Linked DNA regions of Hordeum vulgare: region 1 is linked to region 2. The links are chromatin contacts, called in public Hi-C maps. All regions are on one chromosome and are shown on one strand. Each heading gives the region's core, a stretch centred on a gene start, on an enhancer-like site or on the middle of the called end of the contact. The rest is flanking DNA. Distances are from core to core; before and after follow the strand shown.

What was found. A called contact is a pair of places that touch in the nucleus more often than the background predicts.
Region 1: a contact with region 2 is called in a Hi-C map of seedling, with 1.8 times the contacts expected there. The contact joins the enhancer-like site here to the promoter of LOC123400981 in region 2. A contact is called at or near these places in 2 of 6 Hi-C or Micro-C datasets (leaf and seedling).

The regions. Positions count from the first base shown.
Region 1 is chr6H:548,118,063-548,124,942 of MorexV3_pseudomolecules_assembly, reverse strand. No RefSeq gene overlaps it. Among protein-coding and RNA genes, the nearest start is that of LOC123403964, 23 kb to the left of the region's middle. Within about 2 kb of position 1,967, at least 2 of the 3 cell types and tissues checked have open chromatin away from gene starts, as enhancers often do. A contact at or near this core is called in leaf and seedling, where this site is marked.
Region 2 is chr6H:547,976,682-547,983,845 of MorexV3_pseudomolecules_assembly, reverse strand. LOC123400981 (kinesin-like protein KIN-10A) reads left to right here and starts at 1,385. Exons shown (of 6, transcript XM_045094698.1): 1 at 1,385-2,229; 2 at 4,466-4,621; 3 at 4,709-4,816; 4 at 5,204-5,314; 5 at 5,394-6,863; 6 at 7,067-7,164. The coding sequence starts at 1,570.

The sequences.
Region 1 (6,880 bases), core at 718-3,217, 140 kb before region 2:
CAGCATACACAAGTGATCGCCAGCGTTTACCCATCCCACGCTCGTCAATGGGGTAGTGTCATCTCTGCACCGATTCCACCCACTATTTATGTAGTCACGGCAATTCCAAGTGTCCTCATTGGGGATTCCCTTTACTAGTTTTCTTCTAGGAGTCCGGCTCATCCGACTACCATTCTTGAGTTCAATTTGGGTACTCAGTGCCTAGTTGTGGTAGACGTGCGAGTGAATATGTACGGCCAGGGCAACCGGTGAATACGTTGAAGACCCTCTATATGGTGCACAGTTCAACTATACCGATACGTTACCGAACCTTAAGTATGCAGACCCTACGGGTTAAAGAACTATGTAGACATGACCGAGACACTCTCCGATCAAAAACCAATAGCGGGACCTCGATGTCCATATTGGATCATACATATTCTACGAAGATCTTAATCGGATGAACCTCTATGTCAAGGATTCAGTTAATCCCGTATAACATTCTCTTTGTCCTTCAGTATGTTACTTGCCCGAGATTCAATCATCGGCATCTCTATACCTATATGAATCTCATTACGGACAAGTCTCTTTACTCGTTCCGTAATACAAAATCTCGTGGCTAACTCTTTAGTCACATTGCTTGCAAGGCTTGTTGTGATGTTGTATTACCGAGTGGGCCCCGAGATACCTCTCCGTTATAGGGAGTGGCAAATCCCGGTCTTGATCCATGATAACTCAACATACATCTTCGGAGATACCTGTACAGCACATTTATAGTCACCGAGTTACGTTGCGACGTTTAATACACACAAGGTATTCTTCCGGTGTTAGTGAGTTACACGATCTCATAGTCATAGGAACATATACTCGACATATAGAAAAACAGTAGCAATAAAACGACACGATCACATGCTACGTTCATGGTTTAGGTCTACATAATTAGAAGAATGATGTGATCCCGTTATCAAGTGACAACTCTTGTCTATGGCTAGGAAACCTTAACCATTCTTCATCAACGAGCTAGTCTACTAGAGGCTTACTAGGGACAATGTATGTCTATGTATCCACACATGTATCTGAGTATACATTCAATACAATTCTAGCATTGATAATAAACAATTATCTTGAACAATAAAATATAATAATTATTATTTTATTATTGCCTCTAGAGCATATTTCCAACGATATGATCGTGTATAAGTTTTTCAATCATATATTGTAAAAATGTTAAACATGTATAACAAAAATTCCTGGTATATACCCAAAATATAGAGCTTGTATATACAAAAACACTCGTCAAACACATTTTTTTAAATGTTAATCATTTATTTATAAAGAAAATGTAAAACATGTAGTTAAAGGAAATTAAACATAAACTGTCAAACTAGAAAAATGTTTATCATGTATAAAAAGAGATGATCATATACTTCAAAAAGCTTAATATGTAGTATTTCAAATATTCCAGATATATTTCAAAATTGTACAATGTGTATGAAAACAATAGTCACAAAATACTTTTTAAATGTTCATCAATTCCGGAACACATGAAACTACTATATAATTATATAGTCTTGATGCATATGTAGAATTTTCATATATGTAAGAAAAGATGTAGACATCTGCTGAAGCCAAAAAAATGTAGAAAATGTGGAATAAATTAAAGATACACAAGAAATAAACAAAAGATCACCACGAAAACGATGTAAACCGTATCAAAAAAACCCATGAAAACCTATGGGAAAACAAGGAAAAAATAATTATTTAAAAACTGAGAGAAAAGTATGAAAAAAGGAAAAGTAAGATTAACTCAGATGAAAAAAGCGAAGAAAAGAGTAAAATAAAGAAAAATTAGTCTGAAAACAAAGAAGACAGAAAGAAAACAAAACAAAAATAAACAATTGTTGAACGAACCAGTGACAGACGGCGTATAATGGGCCGGCCATACTTGCAGGGCCTTTCAGGTGAAATAATAACTATACTCGCTCTAAGCGATATATAACTTTCGCTTCTATTTAGTGGGTGGGTTAGAGGAGCAACGAAGCAGTACTTTGGGAGCCTCCTAACAATCGCTCCCACGTACTATCACTTGACGCGTTCTTAGCCATCATCATGTGTCGCGTTCTGATTGTTTTATTTTATTTTATTTTTTTGCACGCGCTTTCGACTTTTTAGATTGTTTTTTAGCCTTTTTTGCTGTTTCGGTTTTCACGGGTCTTTCTTATCTTTACGATGAAAAAATCAAACAAAAAAGCAAAAAAAACACGTTTCTGTTTTTTTCTACGAGAGGCATGGTTCTGTTTCCGCAAGAGGTACAGCCGTGACTCACTAAAATAGAAAAAATGCTTTTTTTGCGAAAGGCGCAGTTTTGATTCTGTGAGGGGCACGGTTTCGCTTTCGCGAGAGACACGGCCGTACCTCTTTAAAAATGGAATAAAAATGTGTTTTTTTGTTTTTTTTCTGTGAGAGGCGTTGTTTTGCTTCCGCGAAAGGCACTGTGAGCCTCTCGAAAATGAAAAAAAAAAATAAGTTTTTGGTTTTTTTTGCAAGAAGCATGATTTTGCCTTCGCGATAACTGTGCCTTTCGGAAACGGAAAAGAGGTTTTATGTTTCGTTTTCTAACGCGAGAGGCACGATTTTTCCATACTCTTTTTTTTAGTTTGGTTTTTTTCATCCAATTTTTTCATGAAAAAAAGTTCGTCAAAACCTATCAACATTGGATCTAATTTTAAAGATCTCAAAGTGAGGAATCCAACGGTGAAAATGGTTAAAATTTGGACGCACAATTTAAGAGATAATAATTTTTAAAATACGAATCTATGAAAAAAAGGAAAAAACAATTTAGGGAGGTGGAGTAATCTTTGAAATGAGTACCGTTTAATTAGTGATTTCGATGCGTTAGGGGATAACTTCGATATAACTATAGGCCAACTGGGCGCACCTTTCTTTGCTTTATTCAATAAAAATCGGGATTTCATAGGAAATAGAATATATAATAATAATCATGGTTTTGAAAAACGTTCATTAATTCAAAAAATGATCTTTAGTTTGGAAATATTCTTCAATTAGAAAAATGTTCAGGATTTCAATAAAATGTTCGTCAATATGAAAAAATGTTCATCAATTCAAAACATTTGAATTATTTAGATAAATCGGAATTAAATTAATGGTGAGGAATTCAGAAAATGAGCGCAAATTCAATTTCAAAAAAGATTCAAAAATTCAAAACAAGTTACCATGTTTTAATACCTTTTCAGTAATCAGAATACTTTTTCAAACTTGAAAAATGCTCGTGAATTTGAGAAATAAAATCTTAAATTTGGAAAGTATGTTCATGAGTTCAAAATTGTTCACAATGGCAAAAACTATTCTCGAATTCAAAAATAATCATGGGTCTAAATTGTGTTAAGAAAATTAAAAATGTGCAATTATGTAATAATTATAGGAAAATGGAGGGGAAAGGAAAGTAGAAGAATTTTAGTAGTATGAAAAAAAAAGTACATGAAAAATAAAAAACACTCCATTCCTAAATATAAATCGTTTAGAGATTCCACCAGGACTACGTACAAAGCAAAATAGGTGAATATACACTAAAAAATATATCTATATACATCCATATTTAGCCTTCTACTAAAATCTATAAAAATAATTACATTTAAAAATGGAAGGAGTAAAAAACAAAAAGGAAAATCTCAATTTAGAGACAGTTCTGAAACCTACCCAAAAGAAGTTAAAAGAACTAGAGTGGGTCGGCCCATACCATGGATACCCGTGGAAGTGGTAGGTGGTAGGTTGCTGGATAGCAGTATGAGTAAGAGGTTTCCCCTAGGGTCCAGACCTAGGGTTTAGCAAAGCTTCCGGCGACGACGCTGGAATTTACACCTACCTCGAGAGGATCGCTATAACCTTGTGAGGTGCAGTGATCGATCGGGGGTGATGGACGAAGGAGACACCTCTCGCACCAGCCGTGGGAAATAAACACCACAGGAGCTCTTGGCTAGGTTAAATCTACAGGAAGAAGAGGATGTGATGGAGGAAGGATCTCCCGTGAAGTGGCTCGCCATTGTTCGGGTATACACGCAAAGAACTTTTAGTCCTAATGCTCTTTACGCCGATATGAGAAGCGCATGGAATCCGGTGAGGACAGTGGTCTAGCGGAAGGTTAAGGAAAATTTGTTTACTGCGCAATTCGCGTGCCTTGGGGATTGGAAGAAAGCAATGGTTGAAGGCCCTTGGCTCTTTAGGGGACATGCAATGATCATGGAGGAGTATGATGGATTTAAAGACCCGTCAAGTTTCAGGTTAGACAAATCGTTAGTCTGGGCACAAATCCATCGCCTCCCAGATAAGTTTCTGATCGAACCAGCTGTACGAGCTTTGGCGTCTCACATAGGTGTAGTGGAGGAAATTCAACTAAAACTCCCAGCCGACTTCCTTGGAGAATTTGTAAGAATCAAAGTAAAGATTGACATTTGTGCCAATATAAAGTGGTTCGTTACAGGGAGAAAAGGGGAAGAAAGAGTGAGATACCAGGTTAAGTAGGAAAAGCTTCCAACGTTCTGCTTTAATTGTGGCGAATTTGGCCATTGGCATGAAGAGTGCGGAGATGAAGAGCATGATGAGACCACATTTGAGTGGGGGAAATTCGTTCTAGCAGAAACTGCTATGTCGAGAAACAGTGGAAGAGGAAACTTTGGGGGCCCAGAGAGGCAAGGGGGTTGATGCCTTTGGGCGGAGACGTGGTAGAGGCCGTGAACCATATAACCCAAACCAGAGCTGGAGATTCAATGCTCAACAGCAAAACCAAGCGAGGAGAGTGGCTATATGGTTGGAAGAGGAGGAAAAGATGATTCCCTGGTGAGAGTTGAGACTTTGCAAACAGAGAAGGAGGATGGGGTTCAGGGAAACAAACGTCTTTCGGTTGAAAACTCCATGAGTTCCTCTAAAACTCAGGAGGAAGCTGTGTTGAACAACCAGGCTGAGTACAATAACTGGTTGGTTATATTGGGAGATCAGTCGGTGCCTCCTTTGCCACCGGTTTATGTGTCCCCAAGGAAGTACAATAAAAGACCAAAAAAACTACTGAACAAGGCAGGAGTTTTAGAGAAGGATGATATTCTGAGATGGAAACTAACCCAGGAGGTAGCGGAAGAGAACACAAGTGAGAAACCCCAATAAAGGCGTCATCGGCGATCTCCCTCGAGGAGTACGACCGGGCACAATGAGTATCCTCTGTTGGAACTGTCGTGGTGTGGGTAACCCCACGACAGTTCACGAACTTCGTGATCTCGCGAAGAAATTTACCCCGACTGTACTTTGTATTGTTGAAACACAAATTGACAGAGTACGGGTTGAATGATTGAAAGGAGAGTTAGGCTATAATAAGAGCTATGTCATTAGTAGTGATGGCAGAAGTGGAGGTCTAGGTATGTTCTGGAGTGATGATATAACTTTACAAGTTTCGGGTTGCTCAAGGTACCATGTAGATGCAATGATCCAAAACGCATGCCCAGTTCCATGGAGGTTAACGTGTATCTATGGAGAAGCTAAAGTTCCAGATAGAATTAAAACTTTTGATACTATGAGAGGACTAGCGGGACAATCAAATGAACCGTGGATGCTTATCGGAGACTTCAATGAAGTGCTTCATACCAGAGAACATGATGGAGTTAATTCAAGGAGCCACAGCCAGATAGAACTCTTCAGATCGACAGTGGATGATTGTGCATTGATGGACTTGGGTTTCACCAATTTGCAGTGGACTTTCGAGAAGAGGGTAGCTAGGGGTTCCTATACTCGAGTTTTACTGGATAGAGCGTTAGCATGTGCTGCATGGCAAGCAATTTTCCCCACGCACAGGTGGAGCATCTCTCGGGTGCGATATCGGACCACCAGCCTATCTTACTTCGGATGCAACCTGGAAATCATATGCCAAGGGAGAAGATGTTTAGATATGAGTGTATGTGGGAGTCCCATTCAAACTTACATGCTATAGTAGCCGATGCATGGGGTGAAGAACAACCACAATCTGTTGTGGACATGTCTGAGAAGCTGAAGCATCTGGTTAGTTCATTGAGCTCTTGGGATAAGCAGACCTTCGGAATTGTACGTCGTGGTATCAGAAATTTAAAGCAAGAGCTGGAGTACCTCAGAAGCGTTTCGGGTCGTATGGAATCTTCTCAGAGGGAAGTTGAAATCAGGAACACTCTGTTTGAGCTTTATAATCGTGAGGAAGTGATGTGGAAACAGCAAGTCAGGCTAGAGTGCCTTCGAGCGGGTGATAGGAATACACGATATTTCCATATGCGCGCAAATATGAGGAAAGCAAAAAAACAGAATTAAGACTCTTCTTCGCCCGGGCGGATCTAGCACAGATGATGTGTTGGAAATGAAAGAGCTGACTAATGCTTTTTATAAGACCTTGTATTCCTCCAAGGAACGGATCAGATGGAAGTTGTTCTTAAAACAGTTTTGAGGAAAGTGACAGACCAAATGAATGAGATGCTGAATGCGGCCTATACTTCAGAGGAGGTGAAGAAGGCACTTTTCCAGATGGCTCCCCAGAAGTTACCAGGACCTGATGGTTTCCGAGCTCAATTCTTTCAAAAACATTGGGATATTTGTGGTGAGGCGGTCACTAAGTTGGTATTGAGAATAGTGGAAGGTCTGGAGAGTGCAAAGGATATCAACAATACTATCCTAGTTTTGATACCCAAGGTAAAAAATCCGATGTTACTCTCTCAGTTCCGACCTATAAGCTTGTGTAATGTCGTGTATAAAATCAGCTCTAAGGTTGTAGAAAATCGTCTGAAGGTTGTGCTACCTGAGATAATATCTGAGGAGCAGTCGGCTTTTGTTCCTGGTCGTTTAATCACTGATAATATTATTGCTGCTTATGAGTGTC
Region 2 (7,164 bases), core at 136-2,635:
GAGGTGAATCCAAGTGTGCCGGTGCAATCCTTCCTGCACATGAGGTAGCTGTCGAACTTCCTGATGGAATTCACAATCCTGAGGAAGAGCTTCCAACTCATCCAATAACGGCGCCGAAATACTTTCTCGCCATGCCGTGAAGCGTCGGAGAAGTAGTCGAAGTAGAGCAAGCAATAGTGTTCCAGTCGATGCCTCTGCTTTGCCTTCAGCCGACCCGACGTCGAGCCACCTCGCCACGGCTTTGCGTTGCTCGCGAACAGGCCGACCAAAGCGGCGTGGATCATGAGGTGCTCTTCGTCCTGGTTGTCAGTATCGGCTTCCTCCCTCCAGCAGCGTCGCGAGCGCCTCCTCGTCGTCGGAGTCCATCGCCGAGACAAATCGCCGAAAACTTGGCCTGCATGGTAGGCGCACAGCCGCCCGTATCCCCGCTTGCGTGGCCGGAGCGCCGGAAAAGCTCGCCCAGAAGAAGGAGGGACGATGCCACGACGAACCCTCCCTTTCTAGCCGGGGAGATGGCCTTTCTAGCAGCGGTAGGCAGGTGAGCGGCGCCGAGATCGGCATGGCGGCGAAAGGTGTAGTGCGCGCGGGGGGGAAATATGGATGTGGAAAAAACGTTTTTCGCCTGACAATGACGGCCCACGCGCTGTTTTTCCTTCCGTCGGAGCCCCCAAGCCCCCTTCTCCCCCTCCCCCAATAGTGCAGTGGGTTCGGCCTAGGATCGTCGGGCCAAAAATGAGCCGAACCAAAGATAATCGGCGTCCTGGGGGCACGACTGGGGAGATTTTTTGACGCCAACGAGAAAAAAGTGCCCTGGGGCCTGTTGGGGGCGCGACTGGAGATGCTTTTAGCGAGCAAGTAGTCGAGTTCACCTCTAAATTTGTGTTGTACTTTTTTCCTTTCAAAACCTGAATTTGTGCTTGTTTTTTTTAATCGAAACCTCTACAACCCTTCCCATAGAAAAGTATCTCCTACCTCTCAAATCTGTAGTTAATTTTCAAGCCACATACGTCCAACAGCAAAAAAACAAATTTATTTTTTGCCAGAACATGTACCCCAGTTCACAGCTCACACCACCAATAAAACACCAATCTAAAACCAATGAATACATCTGGATTTGTACTCACGTCCCCTCCAAACATCTATACATATACTGTGCGCATACATACACACATAAACACATCCATACAATGCCAGTAGATAGGAGTAATATTTGCAGGTACCACTCTACGCTCTAACAAGAAATATCCAATCACCGCATATCCCGTGCCCCCGGCGCCTCCACCACCGCACGGGCCGCGTTGAGCTCCCCACCCCACCCCACCCCACCCCACCAGCTTCAAAACAGAGCGCACTGCCGTTGCATTTGCATCCATCCCCAACGGCTACATCCCCCCATTTCAAACCATCCTCCCCCTCCCCCCTCTCCCCATCTCGCGCACGCCATCCACCCACCCACCAATCACGCGGATTTGCGCCTCCCGACTCCGCCAGCCACCACCCAGATCCGGCGACCCAGCCCGATTCGCGACCGCCCCCGGGAACCCTAGATCGGACCGACCCCTGCCAGGGATGGCGCCGGTGCCGACGCCGTCGTCGCGGACGGGCCCGCCGTCGACGCCGCAGGCGACGGCGGGGGGCGCGACCCCGTTCAGGACGCCCGCCTCCAAGCACCGCCTCCATTTCCCGCCCGCCTCCACCCCCCGCGGCGCGGGCGGGGCCGCCACGGAGCACCCCGTCGAGGTCATCGGCCGCGTGCGCAACCTCACGGCCTCCGCCGCCGGCGCCTCGGTGCTGGAGGTCCCGGGCGGCGCGGGCGGGACCACCGTCCGCGTCCGCGGGGACGCGGGCGGCATCTCGTGCCGCGACTTCAGCCTCGACGGCGTCTCCGTCTCCGAGGAGGAGGACCTGGAGGCCTTCTACCGCCGCTTCGTCAGGTCCAGGATCCAGGGCGTGCGGGTCGGGGCCAAGTGCACCGTCATGGTCTACGGGCCCACCGGGTCCGGGAAGAGCCACACCATGTTTGGCTGCGCCAGGCAGCCCGGCATCGTCTACCGCGCGCTCCGCGACATCCTCGACGGCGGAGGGGGCTGCTGCGAGGGCGGCGACGACGACGACGCCGGGTTCGGGGTCGGGCTGTTCGTGCAGGTCGCCGTGCTCGAGATTTACAACGAGGAAGTCTACGATCTGCTCGTCGGCAGCGGGCCCAATACTAAAGGGAACGCCCCCAAGGTGATGCGCCCTCCCGCTTATGTTTCAGATGCTACTGCTGGTTCATCGTTGTAGCTTACACACTTGCACAAGTCGGTTGCTGTTATGCGAGGATCTGTCCTGTGGGTGGAAGTAGCATGATTTCGGTTTAAACCTCACATCTTCGTTGCTATTTCAGACAAGATCTGTCCTGCTTATCTTAGGTCGTTTATCTCTGTGTTGACAATGTTGGTACAGTACTTTCTTAGGAATTGATTGACACCGTTTTCTAGTAAGTTGTTAGTCTATTGTGCACGCATGCTGGTATATCAGATGCCTAATCTGAATCCAAGTTTAAAACTTGTGATTCTAAGTGTGAAGTAAAACCTCACTACAACTGATATTGCTCATAGTTATAGCCTGTGAAATTTGTCCGCTGTTTGTGTGCATTAGTTCAGATGACTAATCTGAAATGCCAAATTATAAATTGTGATTCCAAGTGCGAGGTCAAAGTCAAACCAACTGCAACTGATGGCTAATCTGAAGCTCCGAATTCAGAACTCGTTATTCTAAGTGTGAAGTAAAACTTAACTATAACTAATATTGCTCATTTTTATAGCCTGTGAACTATGACTGCTGCGTTGTGCGCGTGTTAGTGTAGATGACTAATCTGAAATGCCAAGCTAGAAATTGTGACTCTTAACTGTGAGGTCAAAGTGAAACAAACTGTAACTCATATTGCTCACTGTTGTTGTTGCCCTCAGTTGTATGTGTCATCAGTGGTGAATCGATTACTATCTGAACTTGACCAATCCAAAGCAAGTGGTTATCTGGTACTCCCTTTGAACCCAATTAATTGGCGCAGCTTTAGTACAACTTTAGTACAAAGTTGTGCTAAGGTGCGACAGTTAATGTGGATCGGAGGCAGTACTTAAATTGCATTTGAAATTGTTTGTCATTTATGTACACATGCTGGTATATTAGGTGCCCTAATATGAAATTCCAAGGTTAAAACTTGTGATTCTAGGTGTGAAGTAAACCTCACTGTAATTTAATATTGCTCATGGTTATGGCCTGTTCTTATTTTAGGTCATTAATTACAGTTGGGGTTTATGTCTCTGCTGTGAATGTTGAATACAGTAATTCCTTAGGGATTGGCACTGTGCTTTCTAGTAGATTATTTGTCAGCTCTATGGGTGCTGGTATATATTAGATGGCTAATCTGAAGTTCCAAGTTTAAAACTTGTGATTCTAAGTGTGTAGAAAACCTCACTGTAACTAATATTGCTCATTATTATAGCATGTGAATTGTGACTGCTGTTGTGTGCGCATAATAGTTTTGATGAGTAATCTGAACTGCCAACTTAGAAATTATGATTCTAAGTTTGAGGTCAAAGTCAAACTAATTGTAACTGTTGGCTAATCTGAAGTTTCAAGTTTAGAACTTGTTCATTCTAAGTTCGAAGTAAAACTTCACTGTAACTAATATTGCTCATCATTATGGCCTGAGAATTGGGACTGCTCTTTGTGTGCGCGTATTAATTTAGATGACTAACTTGAAGGGCCAAGTTAGAAATTCTGATTCTAAGTGTGAGGTTAAAATCAACCAACTGTAACTGATATTTCTCACTGTAATTGCCCTCAGTTGTTTGTGTCATTAGAGGTGAAACAATTACTATTTGAACTGTGACAAACCTAAAACAAGTGGTTATCTGGTCCTTAAATTGCATTAGGAATTTTCACTATGTTTTGCAGTAAATTATTTGTCATTTGTGCATGAGTGCTGGTATATTAGGTGGCTAATCTGAAGTGCCAAGGTTAAAACTTGTGATTCTAGGTGTGAATTAAACCTCATGGTAACTAATATTGCTCATGGTTATGGCCTGTGAATTGTCATTGCTGTTTGGAATAGTTTGTTGACTGATTTGTACTGCCGAGTTAGAGATTGTGATTCTAGGAGTGAGACAAATCGAACTGTAACTGATAGTGCTCATTGTTGTTGCCCTCAGTTGTGTGTGTGTGTGTGTGTGTGTGTGTGATCACTGGTGAAACAATTACTACTTGAACTGTGACCAAGCTAAACAAGTAGCTATCTGGTACTTAAATGTTCTGTCTTGTTATCTAGGCTCCATATCCAAATAAGCACATGAATTTTCAGAAGCAGAAATTGAGCGAAAAAAGATGTTGAAAGTACTTTGCTATGTGGCAATGATCAATGTGACTTTGCTAGTTGATGTGATTCATCCATTTTGTTTATAAGTTTCTTAATACATTGCAGGTGAGGCTAGAAGTAATGGGGAAGAAAGCCAAAAATGCAACTTACATATCTGGAAATGAAGCTGCAAAGATATCCAGGGAAGTTGCAAAAGTAGAGAAGCGGCGTACTGTCAAGAGCACCCTCTGTAATGAGAGAAGTTCGCGAAGTCATTGCATGGTAGGTTGCAATGAGCAGTTAGCACTTGTCACCTTGATTCGCTTGATAGATCCAACCGTGTATGACTTTGCTTCATCACCTCTCTAGATAATCTTGGATGTGCCATCGGTGGGAGGAAGGCTGATGCTGGTGGATATGGCTGGCTCTGAAAACATAGAAGCTGCAGGCCAAACTGGATTTGATGCCAAGATGCAGGTGTGTGATGTTATCAATCCTTATAGTTTCGGTAGAATACAATTTATTTCAGTTACCCTTTGAAAAATGATGTTCCATTGGTAATTAATGTATGTTTAATTGCGCCATAACATTTTTTTAACAGCCGGTGATGTGCAACTTGCAATGCAACTATATTAGAGTTTTTTCAAGATACAGTTCTATTTTCTTTCTGAAATGATGATAAGTTCTGTTTCCATACTTACATCAACATATGAATTCCAGTATGATACTCCCATAACCTAACCACAGCTTGTACTTTTACCACTACTCTCTTTTTTCTGCAATGTGATGAACCAAAGTATGTTTCTTTAGGTCACTTTGTTTTGCACATCTATTCTATATATAACATTGGTTACCGTTCCACAGACGGCCAAGATCAACCAAGGCAACACGGCTTTGAAACGAGTGGTTGAGTCCATAGCCAATGGTGATTCACATGTTCCATTCAGAGACAGCAAGCTGACAATGCTGTTACAGGTACAGAACACTGAAGAACCACTTCTGTCTCTGTTTATACCAGATAATTTAAAACTTGTGTTTCTTCATGGACTTTCAGGATTCATTTGAGGATGACAAATCAAAGATTTTGATGATTCTGTGTGCAAGTCCAGACCCAAAGGAATTGCACAAGACGGTTTCTACCTTGGAATACGGTGCTAAAGCGAAATGCATTATACGTGCTGCTCATGCATCAACACCAAGGGACAAAATCAGCTCTGAGGAGTCATCTTCAATGCTCAATTCAAGGATTGTTGCAATGAACCAGTTCATATACAAGCTGCAGAAGGAGAACAAGCTAAGAGAGAAAGAGCGCAACGAGGCCCAAAATGTTCTTCGGCTAAAGGAGGAGGAGCTAGCGCAAGCGAGGGCGAAGCTTAGGCTGCTAGAAGGGCAGGGTGCAGCTGCAAAGGAGGAAGAGATCAACTCAAAGGTCGCTGAGAAGACCCAGTTGCTAAAGAGCGAGCTCCAGATGATGGAAGAGAAAATGCTCAGGCAGCAGCAAGAGCTCCTTGCTTTGAAGCGGCGATTGCAGGAGCTGGAGCTTGAAAAGGCAGATGCTCGTCAGCCTGCACAGCAGGATGTCATTGGTGGTAGATTGTTGGCGCGACTATCAGAGATGTCTGCTGCAGGAGATCCATGCATGTCAATGGCAATGTCCATGTCCATGGATTTGGATGCTGGTGATCAGCCGTCTGTGTTGGATGTGAAGGTGATCAAGGAGGATACTCGCCAGCAGCAGGGCCAGATGTGGGGGAATCACACATCGACAGCAGACTCTGGCACCACTGCCCTGGAGCAAGAAGATGTGGTCAGACTGTCTGGGTTCCCTGAAAAGGCTGTCCTGAGCACTGTGTTTGAGGAGGGAGATGAAGAAGGCGAAGAGAAGGATAATGGTGCTGAGGTGGAGGTGTGCAAAGAAGTGGTGGAAGAGGAGAGCTACAAGGTGGACCGAATGGAACAACCACTTGCTGAACCGGACCGGACCAACCGTATCCAGAACATCTTCAGGCTGTGTGGCAACTACCGTGAGCTGGTCAAGAAACAAAACGCCGATGAGTCACCGGCGATGCAGCAAGCATTTGGAGATGAGAACAAGCAGCCCGGACAGCAGCAGTTGTTGGGAGATGAGAACAATCAGCAGGCAAAGCAGGTGTTCGGCGATGAGAACAAGGACCCATCAGCAGCATGGGCACCCATAGAAAGCCCCATGTGCGACGTCAAGATTGCCGACAGCCCTGTGTCGTCGCAGCTCTCGCCCATCGTTTGCCAAGTCGTGGACAACGCCGAGCTGACAATGCAGGAAGAGCTGAAATCATGCACCACAGATGAGGCAAATGAGCCAAGCAAGAAGGAGGGAGAGGGCTTGCTGGACGTCTACATCAAATGGGAGTCCGGCAGTCTGATCAAGGGGCTGAAGCTTGTGCCGACCGCTTGCCTTTCAGACCTGAGGAAGCTCATCGGGGCTCACTTTGAAGAAGCCGGCAGCAAGCAGCCACACCACCACTTCACCTTCCTCCTCCTCGGGGTACGTCATTCAGCTCTGCCAATGCCAATTGTTCTTCTCTTGTTCCTATTGCTCATGGCGATGGTACCTGTCAATCGCCATATCACCTTGGTAATTCCAACCCGTTAATGATATGAGGCGTGTTGATGCCAGTGAAAAACGTCCACTCATCCATCCTGACGGTGGGAAACTCTTTGTTGGTGTGGATGTATGTATGTATGCAGGATCCTTCTGGTGCGCCGGTGTCGAGGGAGAAGGAGCCGACGGTGCAGATCAGCAGACTGCCCAACTGGAACAACCAGACCAACAGCTACCTCGCCTG